Linked DNA regions of Gasterosteus aculeatus: region 2 is linked to region 1. The links are chromatin contacts, called in public Hi-C maps. All regions are on one chromosome and are shown on one strand. Each heading gives the region's core, a stretch centred on a gene start, on an enhancer-like site or on the middle of the called end of the contact. The rest is flanking DNA. Distances are from core to core; before and after follow the strand shown. Region 1 overlaps nt5dc1 (5'-nucleotidase domain containing 1). Region 2 holds the start of ndufaf4 (NADH:ubiquinone oxidoreductase complex assembly factor 4).

What was found. A called contact is a pair of places that touch in the nucleus more often than the background predicts.
Region 2: a Hi-C map of tail fin shows a contact between it and region 1, with 4 times the contacts expected there. The contact joins the promoter of ndufaf4 here to the enhancer-like site in region 1. A contact is called at or near these places in 5 of 6 Hi-C or Micro-C datasets (liver, skeletal muscle, tail fin and 1 more).

The regions. Positions count from the first base shown.
Region 1 is chr18:3,408,834-3,412,652 of fGasAcu3.hap1.1, reverse strand. It overlaps nt5dc1 (5'-nucleotidase domain containing 1), which reads right to left. Exons shown (of 12, transcript XM_040160584.2): 7 at 1,289-1,463. Among protein-coding and RNA genes, the nearest start is that of LOC120808022, 16 kb to the right of the region's middle. Within about 2 kb of position 2,317, at least 2 of the 9 cell types and tissues checked have open chromatin away from gene starts, as enhancers often do.
Region 2 is chr18:3,444,468-3,447,835 of fGasAcu3.hap1.1, reverse strand. ndufaf4 (NADH:ubiquinone oxidoreductase complex assembly factor 4) reads right to left here and starts at 1,487. Exons shown (of 3, transcript XM_040160602.2): 1 at 1-1,487. It overlaps dse (dermatan sulfate epimerase), which reads right to left. Exons shown (of 6, transcript XM_078093974.1): 6 at 3,034-3,368.

The sequences.
Region 1 (3,819 bases), core at 1,068-3,567:
AGAGAGCAAGGGGAACGGGCAAGGACCAGGCTGCTGCTGATGTGGGTGGGGAGGTGTGTGGCGGGGGGGGGAACCTTGAAGGCGAGTGCAACCCGCCCTCCCAGGGAACAAGAGGGGCTTGTGTTTGTTTGAAGTGCTGCGATCACATGGGCATTGTGTGTGTTTCAAGGCTCTCTTTTAGCTGCTCGATCGGCTGTATAGCGGGGGGGGGGGCTTAGGCTCCAAAAACACGCCTAAACTAAACCGCACAGGGTTCACCGCAAACAGAGGGGGGGGGGGGGGGGGGGGGGGGGGGGGGCAGCGGAAGACAAAGACAGCGTTACTGCAGGAATGACAACACAACATTTATAAAATGATGTGTTGGGACACACGACGATCAGCGTTTCCCACACAGAGACTAATTTGTGGAGCGCCGATTCAACAGCGGCCGCCACACGTTGCGTTTGGTGTATTTAAAAAAGAAAAAGAAATATTCAAACGCTATTTAAATCACGCAGCGTATTCGTTCAGCTGCATTTCCTTTCCCTGCTCTCCCTCCATCTCAGTCACACACACACACACACACACACACACACACACACACAGCCCCTCCCCTCCGTGCACACCGCGTCATGGGAGCTAATGGGAGTTGTATATGGTGTGAATTGTGTATAGTTCTAGCGACGTGTGTTTTTGTACGACGTTTGAATACCCGTTTTGTATTCACTTTTGGATTTTTTTGTGTTGTTTTTGTATTCACTCGAACGAAATATTGCAGTTCAGCGGTCGATTGTTGGTTTTGCCCTTTTAATTTTAGCTTTTTTTCAGAGATTTGAAGCGTACAAACTTTGTTAAGTTAATATTTACTTTACTTAAGAGAACATTCAAAAGCGATTAAACTTAAATAGGCACTTTTATTATTATTCTTAGTATTTTTGGCTCCGTTTTTTATCATGTGTCTGGTATCGTTTTGGAAACGACTACAGAGAAATAGGTGTTTTTACCTTTTCCTTGATCTGGCCTATTAGTTGTTATTGACAAAATCCGTCGTTTCTTTTTAGTCGGGCGCCTGAAGTAAGGTCTGTGGTAACCACCATCTTAGGAGAAGAATGTGGAACTTTTCTTTAAAAGGGCGTCTGCTCACGAAATGAGCAGACGCTAAACGTCAGCCTTCAGTTTAGTGGGAGTTCAGTTTGTTTGTTTTTTACTTCCGCTTCAAATCATAAAAGGTGCCGTTCACAGATATGTGAATTGATTGATGGGAGGCGCGGAGGAAGTGCTGCAGACCGGGTGTTGGGGGTCACCTCACCCCAGGATGTGTTCACAGATGAGCCTGCAGTAGTCACTGTGGGAGCTGGTGATGAGGAGGAGGAGCTTCCCGGCGCTCTTCATGCTGCGCAGCCAGGCCTTGACCGAGTCGGAGCAGGGCTGCAGGTACCGGCCCGGGTCCCTCTTCACGCTGGGGAAGTACGTCCCTGCATCCGCTGTACACACACAGATGGAAAAATAAAAACCGAAGCTACACCAAGCTTTGTATTACATTTAGAATAGTGTTTTTTTAGTCAAATAATGACACATCAAAAACATACAAGTAAACAGAATTGTCACAATCGGTCGTCGTCTTCACATGATCCAATAAAACGGTTCAGGAGATCGACGTCAAAGGGAGCATGCTTCCATTTCTCAGTCTCACTGAGTCACAGATATGTTTGTCTGAAGTCTGAGGGGATGAATTCTGCTCATACACGACCAAATATGTCATGGTTTGCGCGGTGAAAATGAACAGACTGTGGTTTCAACATCTGAAAGAGTCTCTAGTTAAGAAGTCGGGCTTTCCTCCCCTTGAAGCCGCCCAGCTGCCCTTCGGTACATCCCGTCAGCATACTGTACAGAGCTGAATATGGCCGCGTTACACAATCCTGCTCCATTACACAATCCATCTCTCGACCGAATGCGCTCAGCGAAGCCTCATGAAAACGCAGTAAAAGAAAACATGAATAACACAACGAGCCGCACAAAATAAAGACACGTGACGCCAATTTGCACCACATATTGACGGGTTTGTGTGTGGAAACTAAGTCACAAAATGTGTTATTCCAATTGTTCTTGGTATTTCCGAAGAAACTTAAAATGGCAACTTGGGGGGGTTTGCAATTACAGGAAATGACAGTTATTTTTTTACACCACCTTTTCCTCTGCTTCGTAATTACTCCTAAATGATCATTCAAACAATCTCAACCAACTGGATCGCAGACTTTCTTTGGAGCTGAAGCGGTCGGAGCCAATAAGCGAGAAGAGGCGTGACTCCTTTCAGAGGGCAGGTTGTGGACGAGCTGAGGCGTTGACCCTGGCAGAGAACCTCGTGCGTGCGCTGCTAACATGACGCAATACGCCTACTACATGCTATGGCAGCCCCACATATTAGTTGTGGAGATCTAGTTGTATGACAAAGCGACTGACTGGAGGCAGAGGTACATGAACTATTACGGCGTTACATAGAACGGACAGGAAGGACAGCAGAGGGAGAGAATGTGTCCTACACTGTTATTCATAGGAATGGGAGGTCAGAAGGAATCACTTCATGTTAAATGTGCTGCTCACAGGGGCGTGGAACAGTCACGTTTTAATTCTTTTAAGTGGTGTCTGGGCCCCACCTGGGGGCCCTGTAGGCATTTCCAAAGAGGTCGGCACCCAAAAGGACAAGTTTTTCTTTCCAATAGAAGTCAATCCATGTGTTACATGACACACGGTACGAGTACGAAGGGTTTTACACGAAGCATTGAAAGGATATTATGAGATGGGGGACCGGAGGACTAAATCTTATCAAAAAGTTGTCCGTGCTCCAGTTGTGTTCGCTCAGGTCTCCTTGATGGGACAAAGTTAGAGGATGCGGGTCCTGAACTTCCAGCAAAAAAGGCTCATGCCATCTTTCTGACGTCACCTCTAGACACCTAATGGGACCTTTAGAGGCCTCTGAATCAGAATGAAATAGGATTACTTTAATCCCTCAACTTTCCAAGTTTTCTAAATAATTTCTTTTTGAACTACTCGGTTCTTGTGCATGTGTGATGGGGTTTAAGCAGCTTACGAAAATCCTTTTCCCAATGGAAAGGTTTGGACCTGCTGCCCTCCTGTGGTGGAACACAGGACTTGCTTGCTTGGGAAGGTCATTATGAGCTCCAAGAGGGCGGTAAAGGTGTCGAACCAGAAGAAGCACAAGCTGAACCCATGATCCAATCAGGAGGAGCCCCAGATCCACACCTTTAAAAATGACCGCGTGTAAACATTTGGTCGTAATCATCAGCACTTTTTTCTCTCTTTGATTGAATCCACGAGTTCACCTTCAGAGAAAGAGCCGGTTGCCACATCGACTTTAGGCCCTCAGTGGGGCCGTTTCAGTCCTCGGGGAGCCAGCAAGGTCAGCTGAGGGAGGTCAGGAGCGCTCCTCCGAACACTACAACAAACCCTTGTTGCACCGATATGTGTGCCATATACAAACAACTGACCTCGCCACTGCCTTTACGTTACATTTCATCAGATGCCACGCTGCAGGGATGCAGCGCGCAGGCCGTTTTATTCCACGGCAACCTGGAATGAACCACCACAGTACACATGTGGAGGAGGGCTCGCCCGCGTGTCGCCCCAATCAAAGAAAGGTCGTGGATTTAGTGGAAAATTGGGTCGGCAGCGAAACGAATGTTAAAGAAAGAGCCAACGAGGGCTTTCAAACACAAACAAAAAATGTTCGAGTTCCCCTGGAAACCGCGCCGCGTTGTTGCGAACACACTAATCATCATCTTGACCCTCATTCAAATATAAACGGCTCAAATTGTCGTAGTA
Region 2 (3,368 bases), core at 238-2,737, 36 kb before region 1:
GCACAAAGCTGAAGCGACTCCTGTTGGTCGGGAGTGTCATTGCTCAATTCCTTATTTGGTCGATAATTACAAAACATTGGTTTTTCTTGTTCTTTTTTTAATCCATCCATATAAATGTATTTTAAGTCCAATAAAAAAATGAACAAGGAGGGAATGTTAAGAATAGATAATAAGATACACGGAACTATAATAGAACTATAAGATTATGGTTAAGTTAATTTTCTCCTCTGATTTAACTAGCGTTTACTAAGAATGTTTTAACCGAATGTTTTGCTGGCTCTGTGGCAGATCTATTGATGAAGAGCGTTATGAGTAAAATGTATTTTTCTTATTATTATTATTATTATGAGAAACTCATGAATCAAGAGGATGTGATGAATCAAGTCATTGTTTCGAGATAAGCCTTGGTAAAAACTTAAATAAAACACGATATTACAAGAGGAGACCCAACTTCATCCGTTATAGGTTTATTTGTATAAATCTCATGATATGCAATCATTTTAAAAGTACTTGATCTATGTAATACTATACTTCTTCTTTCCAACGTCAGGTAGACACGAGATGAGCTGTAACACGACCAGCAGATGGCAGCATTCGTATTCTAACGCAGTCCGAATAAAGAAAGAAAGTGGTTCTTTTTCTCACCTTCATTGTCTATGTTTGAAATACGTACCAAAGCCCTGCCTTCTTGTCACAATGAGAAATTATTTATTGGTGAGATAAATAAAGTAAATAAATCAGTTACCACTTCCGTCCGCCAAGTTCTCTGACCAGGCCAGACCACACAGTTAACTTTTTACACAGGCGAGGCCGTACGGAGCACATCTGGAGGTGGTTATCTGCTCAGTCATAACATAACAAACCACAGCACTTTATATTTTATTTGCGAGGAAAGGAATTCGTTTCATTTCACTCACTAACTGGTGTATGACTCCTGAGCTGATGGAATTCACTAAGTCACCAAAAGGCCAGAGGTTCTCAGTCAAAGATGTTGTTGCACATGTTGCACCACACCTGTGCACATAAAACACATGAGAAACAACAGAAATGAACCGACCGATAATGCAGAGATCAGAGGAATGTATTTGCAACAAAAAAAAGAACCAAAAAAGTGCTGTGAAAATGAATTTGTTCGTTTAAAAATAGATCACTGATCCCTGGTGTTTGGGTTTAACAATTTGTAATTAATCACGTTCATCAGTTCTCGCCAACGCTATTGGCTGCGTTGAGCCGGAGGTTTCAGCAACACTTGATAAAAAAAGAAGAGACGACGCCGAGGCGCATTTGTGCATGTGAGGCTTGAGGAGCGAGGAGGAGTCGAGTGTCTAGACCAGGGGTGCTCACACTTTTTCAGCATGGGAGCTACTTTTGAAAAGACCAAGTCAAAATGATCTACCCATTATATTTATTGAGAAATATATCGAGGATTCTTACAACTTATGTTGATGTATAACCACATATGTTGCACAACACAACATAATTCAGAACTGAACAGACTGAACAACATAATTATGTACATTTTTTGCCATCACCTGAGCTATTTTCCATGAAGAGTCCGAAAATGCCGCTCCACATTTCCCTTCTTTGGTATTGCGACGGTAGACTGGCAGACGAGACAAACGCACTTTGAAAATGTCATCGTGAAAAAAAAGTCCTCCTCCCACTCCGTATGAAAGTGATAGGTTTTTTTCTTTTTACTTGGTCCGGCTCCCCCACTAATTTTTATACCCTATCTTGTTAGGGGAGGAAAAAGAGGAAAAAAACGAACGAAAAATTAGGATGTAACTAACGACTAGCTTGTTAGCTTTGCAGCGCTCAGGGGCGTTGTTTGAACACGCACAGTGACCTAAATGTACGGGGAAAAAATCAGATGTCATCTGACTGGTTGTCCTGTGTATCAATCAAGTGACGGGATGGCTGATAGGCTGACGTCTAGTTTTTTTATTCAAAACAACTCAACTTTATTTGTATAGCGTCAGTTCATGACAATGTCTTCTCACCTTGTCATGCGATCTACCAATAGTACCTTGGAGATCGACTGGTAGATCGCGATCGACGTATTGAGCACCCCTGGTCTAGACTGTTGACTTATAGAGTCGAAACAGATATGTATGAGCACCCCACATTTGACCACATTATCAAATGGAATTGCTCTCAAAATTGTGCCATGACACGTAAACTTGCTCAAATGTCAAACCAGGTGCTGGTGATATTTTTTTCTATTTCATCTAAAGCCCAAGTTCTATCTTTAGGTTTTGATTAGGAGAAGAAGAATACAAACATTCCTCTCTCTCTCTCAGGTGCCTCGATGATGTACTGGACATATAAATGTTCAATAAAAGACACGAAATCTTCTTCTGTTGGTCTTTGGGGACGACTCCACTAGAGCACCACCACTAACAATAGTCCCCTAACAGTCTGCTTCTGTTTGAGAAGAACTTTCTTAGACATTTACAGAGGATTGTTAAAACAATGGAACTGTGTAATTGCCATTTTTTCCTGTCTTTGAAAACAAAGTAAAAAATCCCGTCCCAGGTAGGGAAATGAAAGTATTAAGAGAAGGACGAAGAAGCAGATGTCAACATCCAGGTCATCTTCACAACCGGGATACTTAATGCTTCTTAATGCATCAGTCGGTGTAACTTCACCCATATTTAATAATAAGATGCTATTTTGTTAACTGATTGTATAGTTTGTATACATATGTATTGGGTGTTTTTAACCCTTACTAGGACTTGCGAATCCATGCCGCTAGACCCCATAAGTCCCAGATGACCACGAGTGCAGCATCCGAGCAGGCGGGTCTGTGGATGGAGTCTGACCGCACGTGTGTTGAGCCAGGACGTCAGCTGATATTTATTCATTATGTTATTCACACGCGTGTTTTTCCTTCCTTTCCTCTCTATGACCAAATGTGTAGCAGGGAAACAGACGTAATGCCTCAATGCCTCCAAGTAGTGAATGTCTTATCTTTTTTGATTTAAGCTGTAGTGCATGTCTGCGCTTCCATTTCCTACTGGACACAACACACAATGAATATGCATGTGGTCATTTTATTTACAAATAGTAAAAAAAACACACACCATAAAAAATATATCTCGCTTTCACATATATACATTTAAATGTGTCTCCATGATTTATGTAGACAGGACGAATCTCCAGCAGGTGTGGTGACTGCATCATAGTGGCTAACCTTGAGATCTTTGACACAATGCAGGAGCTCTGAACTCAACAAAGACAAACTTCACGCTGACTTGGTTCTAAAGCTCCACAGAAGCTTCTTGCACCACAGGTGGTCTGGTTTCAAGTCGGTAATTCATCAATTCCTATTTGGAATCACTTACAAGTCATACATTACAAGTGTTTGG